Linked DNA regions of Mus musculus: region 1 is linked to region 2. A link is a contact called in public HiChIP or PLAC-seq data. All regions are on one chromosome and are shown on one strand. Each heading gives the region's core, a stretch centred on a gene start, on an enhancer-like site or on the middle of the called end of the contact. The rest is flanking DNA. Distances are from core to core; before and after follow the strand shown. Region 1 overlaps Evl (Ena-vasodilator stimulated phosphoprotein). Region 2 overlaps Setd3 (SET domain containing 3).

Region 1 (6,387 bases), core at 1,210-3,709, 460 kb after region 2:
TGTGCTGTGAGAGTGAGCATGTCTGGCTAGCAGTTATTTGAATGTAAACCTTGGAAGAAAGGCCTAGCAGATAGTCATTGAAAATACAAGAATCTCCAGCAAGTCCAATTCCATTTTGATTTTTGAAGGTGTAGTTAAGACTCTAAGACACAGATAATGACAACACAAATACTGTCATATCAAAAGGCCTACTGAATGTTGCTAACTAACCTCATTGCATTGGAGATAGCAGATTTTGAGTGAAGATGTCTCTACCCTCTTTACTCTAACACCTCCCTGCTTCCTTCTTAAAGTGTCCTGCCTTTACCACAGAGGTGGATGGTGTGCCAGTTCTTCAGGAATGATCTCCTTTGCTATCATTCAAAGTTCCTTCTGTACTTGCTGTAGTTGCTATCCCAGAGGGCTGAGTGTTAAAAATTGATATCCCAGAGTGGTGTTGTTGAAAAGGTTGTAAGCCATTAGGAGGAGGCCATTAGGCCACGAGAGACATGTCCTGGAAAGTTTGGAGGGATCCTAGACTCCCAGTCTCTATGGGCTTTCTGGCTGTTAAGTCGTTTGCTCTGCCATCTGCTTTTGCCATTATGTGTCACCCTTACCAGAGGCCCAGAGAATGGGGCTGCCTGATTTGAGTTAAAACAAGTTTTAACAAACAGACCAGACCTTCAAAAGTATGAGTTCAGTCTCTTCAGTAGTCAGTGTCCAGGCATTTTGTTATAATGATAGAAAGGTGACTAACATGATGCTGTTGTGAAGTGAGTCCTTCAAAGAACACATGGACTCTTGAAGCCAATAGAACGCCTTTATTCTCTGGCCAGGGGCCACATTGGGGAACTTGCCCAAATTGTGTAACCATCAGCCTTAACTGATCTTGTCTTTTTATGCACAAAAACCATATCCTGGTTGACACACTTCAATTAGCAAGATCAGTTACCAGTAGGCAGAGCCACAGAAGCCAAACAACAAGGTCAGTGTATTTAAGGACTTTCCCAGAACTATAGACCTGCTGGATTAGGTCTTTGTTCTCATTTTGGCAGGTGTTAGGGTCTCTGTGCTGTGCTCTTAAGTCAGTGGTGCCTTGGTGTCTTTAATAGGTGTCAGTTGTTCTAGGTTCTAGGGGCCTGATATAATCTCATCTGTGTTCCACCAAGGTGAGATGAACAGTCCCTAGCCAGTTTGCTGGTCTCTCAAGGAAGTTTCCTAAGGGAACTGGCTTTGGGTTTAGTTCTTGATTTGTTTTTAGCAAACTCCCAAGTTCTTTAGAATCTGACAGTGCCTTTTGCAGGTCAAGTAGATGTTTCTGTGCTGACACAGTAGAGCCAGCAGCCTTGGTTCATCTGCTGCAGGTGTTGGTACATTCCTCTTCACTCATTCTGAAGTTCCTTTGTGGGGTCACCATTTACCCTAATCCTGCTGGTACCTTATATCTTAAGCTCTGTGCTGGTTCATCATATTACATTACATGCTGCTTTCTTAACAGAACGGCTTTCTTCCTCACTAAACTGCTTCTTTGGTGCCAACATCCCTTATCCTATATTCCCAACAGGTTCTGTTGTCTTTACATGATTGACTTAAGACCTGTTATGCATAGTTTTTATTTTTATTTTGTATGTGGGAAGGGGGCACATGGAACACACAACCGTTTTGAGAGTCAGTTCTTACCTGCTAACCACCTCAAGGCCAATCCATGAATTTTTAATAAAGCCATTCCTTTCAATGAACAGATGAGGAAGCCAGAGTGAAGGTGGGGATAACCAGGAAGTCATGTATAAAGCAAGGGCAGGCCAGAGCTCTTTTCCTTTCCTGCTCCTTCTCATAATTCTGCTAAGTGTATTACTAAAGCTCTAGGACTGAGTTAAAAGGTCTCCCAGAAGGTTCGCTCAAGCTACCTGCTTACTAAAACCAGAAAAGACGGTAGCACCAGGTAAAAGTGAGAGGGAGTGGGAGAGGAAACTGAAAGTTACTTTATCGCAGAGATGGTTACACATAGGCCAATATCTTCAGGAAATGAAAAAAATAACCTTTGTTATTGTAGTAACTAACTGATTCTGCTACTCTCCTTGATGAAGTGACAGTAGTGACTTACTTTGAAAACATCTGTAAAATGAGCAAAATCTACAATGGGTACTGAATCAAACAGGCGTCAGACAGTGTATAGGACTCTGACTCTTGAGAAGAAATATCATGATAAGCCCTACAGTGGCTAGAGGCCTCTGCCTCTGTTTGCTTTTCTATTTTAGGGAAGAAGGTGGAACTTAAGCTAACTGGTTCACAGGAGGCAGATCCTGAAATTCCAGGTCACATAGAGTTAGGCTTAGTAAGAACTAGAAAAAGAGGAAGCAGGTCTGAGCAGAGACAACTGAGTTCTGTTTAAAGGGCTTCCCTCTTTGGAGCTGTTGCCTAGTGGCTGTCTGTGCATGTGAGAGCACTCCTAGAAGCCAGCTCAGATTGCCCTCTGCAGAGCTAAGCAAGGAAGGGTGGTGTCAGAGCCGTGCAGGGTGGCAGCATGTGGGGCTGTCAGCTCAACCTGAGCTAAGAGACCCACCACAGTTTGACTGTGACATATCTCCCACAGGCTAGTATGTTAGGACCTGTGGTCTTCAGCTGATAGTCCTGTTTGAGAGAGTCATAGAAACTTTAAGAGGTAGCGCCTCACTAGGTGGAAGTGGATCACTGGAGGTAGGCCATGAGGTTTTATCCCCTGGCCCCACTTCCTGTCTGTTTTCTACTCTTTGACAGGTGGCACAGTATGACCAGGTTCCTAATACTGGTCTGCCATTTCCTGTCGTAAAAGACTTTCTCCCTTTGTTTGTTCATTTGTTTGGCAGGGTCTCATTCTGTGGACCAGCTGACCTTGAACTCACAGATCCACCTACCTGCCTCCTAAGTACCAGGATTAAAGTTGTGTACCACTACACCTGGACTGATCCCTTCTTAGACCATTAGCCAGACAAACCCTTCCTTGGGTTGCTCCTGTTAGGGGTTTTGTCACAGCAACAACACGAGTAACCAACACAAAAACCTGGCACTCAGAAGTGAGGCCATTCCTGGGATAAACCTGACCACATGGTTTGTAGGCTTTTGAAACTGGCTTGTGTGAGGAATGAGAATTCAGAATGTAGCGCTCTAGACTAAAGAAGCCCCAGAATATTATAAACTGAACTTAGTGGGCATCTGGTGGAGCCCAGAAGACCAAAACCTGAAAGAACTGCAGGCCCGCACCATGGCTCAGTCGATATAGTACCTGCCATGCATGTAGGATCTGAATTGTCCAGATCTCTGGCATCCATATAAAGGGTGGGTGTGGCAGTATGCATCTGTAAGCCCACTTCAGGGGTTAAGGAGGTGTCACAGACCCCTGCAGCTCACTGACCAACCATCCTGGCCAATGATGAGTTCCAGGGTCAGAGAGGACCTTGTCTCAAAACTAAGATCGCCTGGCTCATAAAGTTTCAGAGCCGAACAAGGACTTTGTCAGGACCTGAGCTAGAGTCCGTTCTTGTGATATTCTGGGGAGAATGTATGTCTGTATTCTGCCCATGTCCTTAGACCTTGAATGAGGCTCAATTCAAAAGTAGTGAGCTTGCTAGGCCTGTAATTTTAGAATTCAGGAGGTAGAAGCAAATGGATCTTTGTGAGTTTGAGATTAGCCTTAACTACAAAGGACATTTCAAGGCAGCAGAGCCACTCAACCTGTGGCAGTGCCTTTCCACTGGCTCCTGTTGAGGTAGACAGTGAGAGCAGCAAGTGAAACAAAATATCAGCATGTACATTTGTGGAGGAAGGAGCTATGAGCAAGCTGAAGTTATAGATACAGGGGTGCAAATGCAGCTGTAGTTACTAGATAGGAACCTCCTATTTTATAGGGATGATATGGAAGGTTCCCTGAGGAGAAGACCTGAGCCATCCAAAGCTCTAACTTCTGAATTTGCAAATTCATTTGACCAGAGAACCTGAAGTAAGTGTGTCTACAGGGGTTCCCTGATGGATAAATGCCTATGGAAGTGTTTCCCTGGCTCTGCCTTTAAGGACAGAAGAACTCTGATCCAGGAAGATCAGGCTACATCTCCAGCTGGAGGTTCAAGGTAGGATGGTAAGAGAACAAGGATGGCTCACACCAGGGGTCCAGCCCACTGAAGCCAGGCAGTGTGTGGCAGGATCAGGAAAGCTCCAGGAGGCCTGTCTCAGGCTGAAGTGGAGGGTGATTAAAGAAGACTCCCAGTATCGCCCTCTGCCTCGTATACATGTGCACATACATGTATGCATGCACATGTAGGTACATGCATATGAACCTAAAGAACATGCTGGGCTGGGCTTGGTGGTTCATGTTATCATCCTCACACTCAGGAAGTAGAGAAAGGAGGTTCAGGGGTTCAAGGTGATTCTCAGCTACATAGGGCTTAAGGACAGCTGAAAAGAAAAGTAAACAAAACAAAACAAAAAACAAAACAAACAAACAAAATCCCAAGAGAAAGCAAAAGCAGATTTTGCCTTAAGCATGGCCAGAAGGAAAGGTCACTTTAGAAGAGGGGTCAGAATGATGGATTGCATGCTTTCAAAATGGAGGGAGCCATGGACCAAGGAATGTGGGTACTGTGTAGGAGAGGGAAGGGAAGGGGCTAACTCTTCTGCAGAGCCTCCAGAGCGGAGTGTACCGTTTCCACCGTCTTAATTTAACCTAGGGAGATCCATGTTGAAATCCGATCCCGGTGGACTTCTCACCTACTGTTAGTGTAATTATGAGATAATGCATTTTTATTGTTGTAAGCCACTACATTTGTGGTAAATTGTTATAGTCGTAACAATAAAGACTATAGAATAGAAAGTGTTCTTAATAAAAACTCCAAATTGTAGAAAATATAGGTATTAACAGAACTGAAGATGCTTAAGTCTCCTAGAGATTTTCAAGGCCTTTCAACAATTGATGAAATGTTTAGAGAAAATAGTGAGGACATAGAAGTTCTGCACCTATTAACCACCTTGACCTAACAGACGTTGTAGGAAACACACTTCCTCTCTGTGACCGACCACGGTATCTTCATCAAACTGAGCTACATACTGGGCCCTAGATGTCTCTGTGCAAGTAAAAGAATTGTGTTCATACCAAGAAACACAAAAGTCATACTAAAAGCATATATTCTGACCACAGTAGTCAATAGCAACAAAGCAAGAAAATACCGTAGATTCTGAAACAAAATTAAATAACATACTTCCAAATAATCCACAGTTACAAAGAAAAATTCACAAGGGAAAATAGCAAATACTCCAACCAGCTAAAACCAAAACCACAAGTCACAAACATGGTTTGCAGCTGACACTTGCTTGACAGGAAGTACAGATCTTTACTACCTCTGAAAATGCATGTTCAACACTCAAAGGTCATTCATCTCCCCAGTTAGAACAAACCCATTATGTCCTTCACACAGCTATCTCCCACCTTTGCAACAATGACATTTGAATGTATCTACTTGCTAACAGATCCATTCTTCACTGTGCCCCAGTCCTCCTTTCCTGCTTCATAGGATCTCACTCTGCAGCCTTGGTTGGTCTCAAACCCAAGACCCTCCAAGTGCTGGCCTTGCAGGTGCGCTCTTGCACCTAGCTGTAAAACTGTAAAAGCCTTCTAAAGACGAGGCCTGCCCTTCTTTCCAAATCTTGGTTTCTGGTTTCTAGCACCGTGTGCAACTTTTAGTGAGTTCTCTGCCAAGTTAAGAAGACATGAAGAATCTATCTTTGTGGAAACCCATGGGAATCGGCAACAGAGTCACCCTGTGTTAGAGAAATGAGGCCATGATCACTGAATAGCTGACAAAGCTGCCTTCCCATGTTTCTGCAGTGTTCTTTCAGATAGTGGTATCCCATAAGAAAGCAGTGTTTCCTGAGAAAATGCTAATTTTACCCTAGGTTCAAATATAGAGTCTGTTCCAGGTGTACACACCATCCAGGCCCTTGGTCTGAGAACCAGCCAGGACCTTCTGAGTCTAACAGCCCTCTCCTAGGATCCTGTAGGAAGTCATCTGGGCTGAGCCTGCTCTGTCAAGTGGAAAACTGGGTCTAGATCCTGAGGTGCTTCTGACCTAGCCTAGTTCATGGGACCAACTGGTGGAGCCAGCACCACAGCCTGGTCTCCAGCTCTTGGCCAACTTTGTGGTCCTACAAGTATTAGGTCTCAAACCTGGGACAAAGGGCAAACTAAAGTGTCTAATTGTTTAACATATCAAAGCAGACACTATATGACGGGCTTGCTCAGCTTCCCCAGTACCTGCCACAGAATCATCTTGGCTGGCACTTTGGCCCTCACCTTGGGTTCTCCAGCCCAGGGGTTGGGCTCCCCTTCCCAGAATAAGGTCAGCTATCTCGTTACCCAACCTCTTGTCTATCTGCCCTTCC
Region 2 (6,916 bases), core at 2,820-5,319:
TTAAGCACTTCTTCCTATGAGTCCCAGAGGGAGGCAGGTGCTCCCTCTCCATCATCACTGACACTTAACTAAGAACAATGACACAGGCTACACAGAGCACCAAGCCTTTCTGTGGGAATCAAGCCCACCCAGATCCATGGAGGTATGGTACGTCTACAACGAGTCACAGAGCCGGGCAGTGGTGGCACACGCCTTTAGTCCCAACACTTGGGAGGCAGAGGCAGGCGGATTTCTGAGTTCGAGGCCAGGCTGGTTTACAGAGTGAGTTCCAGGACAGCCAGGACTACACAGAGAAACCCTGTCTCGAAAAACAAAAACAAAAACAAAAACAAAAAAACAAAAACAAAAACAAAAAAAGATTCACAGAACTCAGCCTGTAAGAAATGAAAGCCACCAAGGTTCCCAGTAGTAATAACTTTTTAATCATACTTCCAAATATAGCAGACCTGTTGGCCTGCAAGAACTGTAGAAGCACACTATTGGTGACATGCAACTGGTCTCTGGCTCCAGTCCTATTGTCAAGACCTGCTATCCTGTGACTCTCCAAATGACTCAAGATCAGCACTGTGAGAAACAGCTCTTAGACCCTTCTGCTCTTAACAGCAATGGCCTACAAAAGCATGTTGCTCCTCCCCAAGTGGTTTAGTGATGCCAGGACTGTAAACAGACTTTACTTCCTAGATCCTGTGTCCCTCAACATCCCAGTTCACTGGTGTGTTAGCCTACCTGCAAGGATTCATTCAAGCAGCCACGGCAACCTCCCTATATTCAGTGTCTGCCCTCTATCAGGCACCACCGAGTTAAGATCAGCTTCCCGGATGATCATGTCCTTTCTCTGTCTGAGGTCACCTAGCAGGTAAGAAATTTAAGCTATAATTTACACTGAGCAGCATCACTCCCACACTGCCTCCATTTATATACCAGGAAGCACATGGTAGTTCAGGGTCAAAAGACCTTAAAAGTTCTTCCAGACCAACAGGTTTAAATACTGGTTAAATCCATCACAAAACAACCCCTGCACTGCAGTCACTACCCAGCTCACACCTAAGTGCTTCATTCTACATCCCTCCTGCTTAGGCTCTGACAACAGTCTGTGTCTCTCCATGGCCAAACCCCTCTCTGCACTAAACCATCCCTTCCTCCCCTATCCCATTCTACAGCACCTTATGGGCCAGCTGTCCAAAGGCTCCCAGTCCTAGTACTCATTGCCTATACCTTTGAATACATCCCTCCACCTCTTTCCTGCCAGTCCTCGCCCAACACCTGTCACGTGTTCATTCATCGCTGCTTCTTCTCAAACTACTATCCCCTAAAAGCTTCTCCAGTGGTCCCAGTCATAGTTTTCTGTCCTTCACACCCCTGCAACTTCTTGAATGTTCTTCAGTTACTGTGGTACAAGACTAACGCAAAGCCCAGTCCTCTCCATATTGCCCGGGACACCAGGCTCCTTGAGGGAACTCTCTATATCTTATTTATATTCCTAAGTCCAACCCTGCAGCTCAGAGCTCAGCATAGAGCAGTTGCTCCACAGTGGATACTACACTAAGCTGTCAAGTAAAGCATTCTCAGAATTGTAATGGGTGATCCTACAGGTGCTGCCCAAGCTTCTATTCCCTGGAGATACACAGAAAAGGTCGAATACCTATTCTGTGTGAGAGACCATTAACTATGTCACAGTGGTGTGAAAGCACCAGTGTTCTTTGGCAGTAACTGTCATACAGCTAAGTACAACAATACAAATAAAATAATTAAGTCCAAAAGTGGCCAGCTTCTAGAAACACTGATAGACACAAATGTATTAAAGATAAAACTTGGAAACCCCGTCAGTAATTTAACCTTTGGAAGTGTGTGTGTGCGTGTGTGTATGTCCGCACGCCTTCTCTCTCCCCCAAAGTCCAAGCTCGACCCTTCTCTCCCTGACTCCAGTCTCTTCCACTATTGTCCACAGTTGGACTGTACACAGCTTCATTGACTTATCCACATGCGACACAGTTTCCACCTCCAGTAAAGTGAGGAGACCATCCAGTGCACCCCAACCACCTACCAGGCTCTTTCTAATCCACAGCATCTCCAGAGGCATCACCTAGCTTACCTTCCTTCTTTCTAGTCCCCTTTACTAGTTTCCTCTTCTTGAACTTTACATACACAATCTTGTTTATATACTGTACAGGTTTCTTTTGCTCAACTTAACACCTGATCTCCCAGCAAGTTCACCCTACTCTACCTGCTTGGCTTCACTCTAACTATCCTTTACACTACTTAGCTCCATGGGTTGGTCTGTGTTCTGGAACACAGCCATGTCTCGTTAGGCTTCTGGTATCGTTTCCCACATACTTTGAGACCCTGCAAAAACTGTCAACAGGGGCTGCCTTAGGGAATCCTAAGCTCTTTCTTGAAGCTATCACTCCTATGAAAATCAGTGAGGAAAGTTCAAAGGCAAGGTCATTAACAGATGATAAAGGCTTGGTTTATATTAGGATTTGGTCTCTTGTTTCTTTGGACTGCTTCCCTCCCACAGTCCTGCAGCTTCTAAGAGACAGGAAGTAATCAGCGCTGGTCCACACAGAATCTCCACTTACAAAAGGGAAGGAGAGTAACTGTCTGGTTCCTCATCAGAACACATCTCCCGAAAGCACAGGATTCTAAGTTGGGCAGTCTCTTAATCTGTTCCACTCAAAAGGTAAGTGTCGGGGTTCTCATATACAAACTATACACAGTCATGAAACAATGACTTCATGTTTCATGAGTTCTACTGAAAAATGAGGACAATTCCTAAAGTAAAAATATACATTTATACAGGGTGGGTGAGACACAGCTTGACCATTGTGCATATATGGAAAGACTTTCGTATATTAAATAACAGAACCTCTGGAAATACATTCATATTTTTTGTGGTTTTCTCTCTCTGAAAGCAGCTAAGCAGGATATTATTTGTTTCTGGTACCAAAGGAAGAGCTATGACCAAGCACAGCTGGAAGCTCAGGGGGAAAGGGGATACTTGCGACAAGGGCCACAAGCATTTGTCCATGTGGCCACCACAGCTTAGTAAGGTCGATACTGAGGACTCCAGCTCTTAGGAAGCTGAGAGGATGCTGTGACTTGGCCAAGAGACCAGAGGCACCAAGCAGCAGACCCCAGCTTGAAGCCATGGATCAGCTGCACCATCCAGGCTGACTCTAAACATAAAGGCACTTGAGTAAACAAGCTCCCCTATCCCCTGGGTAGGCAATAGTGACCAATGTGAAGGACATCAAAACCAGGGAAAGCCAGGCCTACAGGTCTCAGCATTGAGACCAGAAATTAAGTCACACCCAAAGCAAAGCGGCAGAGATAATTCTCCAAATGCCCAAGTAACAGAAGACAGAGGGCAAGGAAGTACAGTGTAAGAAGGATGACTGAAAGAATCAGGTAGTAAAGTCGTTTCCTAAATCCAATTCTGCTTTGACAGTTTTCACTTCAAAATTCATCTATGCTGTGTGATCTCCCTAACCTTGTGGATTTGAAATGATTACCCAGACTTCACACTTGTGATTCAAAACTTTGCTACACACAATGGTTCATTCTGTGATTCAGTTAACTTGGGTGCCTGTTGCTTCCAACTTTTAAACAGAGCTGTCAAAGAGGTACCAAGCACATCTTTAACAGTCTGAGTGTGTGGGGGGAGAGGGGGTAGGTACTCACTCACCAGTGTCCTATAAAGACCAAATATTACTAATACTCCTTCTACATATTCATGTAAACATATGCTAAATTAAGCACCTATGCACTTACTCTTTCTCTATCCCTTTCCCCCTTGCTCTCATGAGAAATGTTAGCTGAGCCAGGCGTGGTGGCGCACGCCTTTAATCCCAGCACTTGGGAGGCAGAGGCAGGCGGATTTCTGAGTTCAAGGCCAGCCTGGTCTACAGAGTGAGTTCCAGGACACCCAGGGCTACACAGAGAAACCCTGTCTCGAAAAACCGAAAAACAAAACTTAACAAAAAGAAATGTTAGCTGTATAGCACAAGGGTAAGTGAAAGATACTCTCCCCTGAAGTTTAGACTGAAATAGCATATGAACTATCATGGGAGAAGCAGAAGTGAGGCCTAAACAGCAACCACAACAATAAGTATTACTTTAGACAAAGGAAGGAAGGGAGGGAGAGAGGAGGAGGGCGGGAGGACAGACAGACAGACTAGTAGGGAAACCAGCAGAGTTTCACTCTCAGTTGGCACCTACAGAAGTAGGCCTTGCTGTAAGTCCACCCACCTGTCTCCATTCACCACCCAGAAGTTTATAGAAGGTACAGGACCCTCAAGCCTGGCCCTTTTAAGTCAGTATAGACTACTTAGCAAGCCAAACAGCCACCTCCCTGCGTAACAGACAGGGAAACAAACATAACTGTTAATTGCAGGCTGACTGGCAAGAAGGGACAACTGTGACTACTGATAACTTCCACCATTTAATTATTTCCCATTCTAATCTATACAGGGAACTAAATAGACCATACTTTGGGGACCATGCTAGAGGAGGAGGTGACAGGGTAGAGGCATTATTACACAGTATAACTCATATGTACTAATAGATGACATTCAGTTGCAAAAACATGACTTGCATTCATAATTAAAATGGGAAAAAATTATATAAACTGGACATTGGCAAAAAAAATTACCCTCTCTGGTAAAAATCTATTAGCTGAATGGGCAGGCAACATCTATGAAAGAACTAGTAACCATGTGACTAACTTGTACAAAAGTATAAACCCCTGATTCCAGCCTGCCAGCAGAATATCTCTTTGACAACCATGCATGCCCTCACAGAAGCAGTGACCTGAGCTAAAACTTGGGCTGTCTTCTACAGCCCTTCTTCTGCTCCCTGCCACCAGGATACTTTAATTAAGTTCTTCCTGAAAATGCTGCTTTGAAATAAGTACAGCTAGAATAAACACTTTTGATAGTAGGTATTTGGCAATTTGCCTAGGAAACCTAACTCTGACCCAGCACCATCTGCTTCTCAATGTAGTTTGCACTGACCCAACTTGGCAGCTGTGTCTTCTGAAGGAGGTTCTGTTTGTGTGCTTCTTCCTGCTCCAAGCTTTCAGCTGTAAAATACACCTGAGGGGGTGAAGCCAGCCAATGTGTATAGAAGAACAGGAAACAATCCCTTCCCCATTTCACTAACTATTCTGTAGACCATGAGAATCAAACATCACAATGAAGTACACACAGAATGGGTTGGGAAACAGAAAGACACAGGGCAACATTTTCTGTCCCAAACCCAGCACTGGCAAGGTGCTTCATGGTGGTGCCTTCCTTGGCTTCACGTGGTGCCAGCTTAACTGGAACTGACAGTTACCAGAAGCACACTCTGGCTTGGCCCAGAATGCCACACCATAATAACTTAGACCAGCATGCCATGCTACAATAACTTACACCAGTGTGGCTGGTACCCACCAACTGGCACAACACTCCGGAATCAATGGAGGTGCTCTATGCCATAGACTCAAAGGAATCAAGAAGTCAAGGCAAGCAGTTCAAAGAACGGATTTTGACTCAGTAGCTACTTAAGTACCAACAGAAACATAGATCTAAGTTTTAATCTCTTTACAGAACAATTTGGACTATTATATAAATGCAGCGTAACTAGAGAATTCAAAAAAGTTCCTTTCCACAAAAATATTGACTATTTTTCCAGAAATTTAAACAATAATTCTAAATTTTAAACCATCTGATTGTCTTTCAGCATAAAAGGTTTGAGCTGTTAAATTATAAGCACACTGAGGTTAACTCCTGGCTTCTTGACTGTGAGTGGATGAACCCTGAACTCAAGCCTCCCCCATGGCAGTCAGCAGAAGCAGCAGCATGAACACCATCAGTGACTACTGCATCCATACAGCAGGCATCAGGAGTGTCTGAATGCCATCAGTAAAGTGAGGGAACCAACCAGATCAGCCTGCAGCTCTACAGCTCTAGTAACTGCCTGCCCAGGTCTAATTACTTTAACTTCAGTGAGGAATAGCTGACAAACTGAGGGACCTGAAGAAACAGAAAGGTATCCATCTCTTCCTCCAAGTGACAAGCCAGACCATGACAACTGGGCAAGCAGGCTGAACACAATGGAGTATCAGTTACACTTGGGGGAAAGAAATCTGTCTTTGTCGGAACTATATAAACTGGTCATTGACAAAAAATGACCCTCTGTGGTAAAAATCTATCATCTAAATGAGCAGGTGACATCTATGAAAGAACTAGTGATCATGTGACTAACTTGATTCCAGCCTGCCAGCAGGCTATCTCTTTGACTACCGTGCATGCCCTCAGAAGCAGTGACCTGAGCTAACTCTTGGGCTGTCTTCCCTGCTCCCTGCCAGCAGGATAGACCTGCACGCTGAGATTAGCTCTACCTTTTCTATCTGCTGCATCAAACCCAATGTTCTGTTATCTACACCATCCTTCAAATAAAGGAATCTACTCAGTCCCCACGAGGCTCCTATCTAAAATAATCATCTAAAAATAATAATAAAGTAAGGAGTCAGGAATCACTTCCATTACAGCTCTCTCTAAAACAAAGACAACAGTGTTAAATGGTGACAGGACAGCTGTAACCTGCTAAATCACCTTGAAGGCACTTACAATCCAAACATGAGATTCTAGATTCTAAAATTACAGAGCATCAGGACTGGAAGATACCTTTGAGATGATTATGTAAACCCTTATGCACAGCATTATGTCACCATCAACTGTCAATGCTTCACTATCCACCATCTGATTCTAGTCTGAAAACGTGGCTGGCTAACAAATTCACAACCTAAAGCACTCCATTCAGTCTTGGAGTCCTCTGATTGAAGAAGGTGGGCTACTGATGGCCATCAGTCCTGCCTGCTCACTTCTGAAGCAGTCTCTTACTTGTAAGCTACTCCTCTGGGACCTGTCCAAAT

The links. HiChIP or PLAC-seq counts read pairs in DNA pulled down with a chosen protein or histone mark.
Region 1: a contact with region 2 is called in an H3K27ac HiChIP or PLAC-seq map of bone marrow-derived dendritic cells, with 2.5 times the contacts expected there. The contact joins two enhancer-like sites.

Annotation. Positions count from the first base shown.
Region 1 is chr12:108,628,937-108,635,323 of GRCm38.p6, forward strand. All of the region lies in intron 1 of Evl (Ena-vasodilator stimulated phosphoprotein), which reads left to right. Among named protein-coding and RNA genes, the nearest start is that of Mir342, 26 kb to the right of the region's middle. Within about 2 kb of position 2,460, at least 97 of the 459 cell types and tissues checked have an H3K27ac peak or open chromatin away from gene starts, as enhancers often do. A contact at or near this core is called in bone marrow-derived dendritic cells, where this site is marked.
Region 2 is chr12:108,166,547-108,173,462 of GRCm38.p6, forward strand. All of the region lies in intron 1 of Setd3 (SET domain containing 3), which reads right to left. Among named protein-coding and RNA genes, the nearest start is that of Setd3, 9.3 kb to the right of the region's middle. Within about 2 kb of position 4,070, at least 52 of the 459 cell types and tissues checked have an H3K27ac peak or open chromatin away from gene starts, as enhancers often do. A contact at or near this core is called in bone marrow-derived dendritic cells, where this site is marked.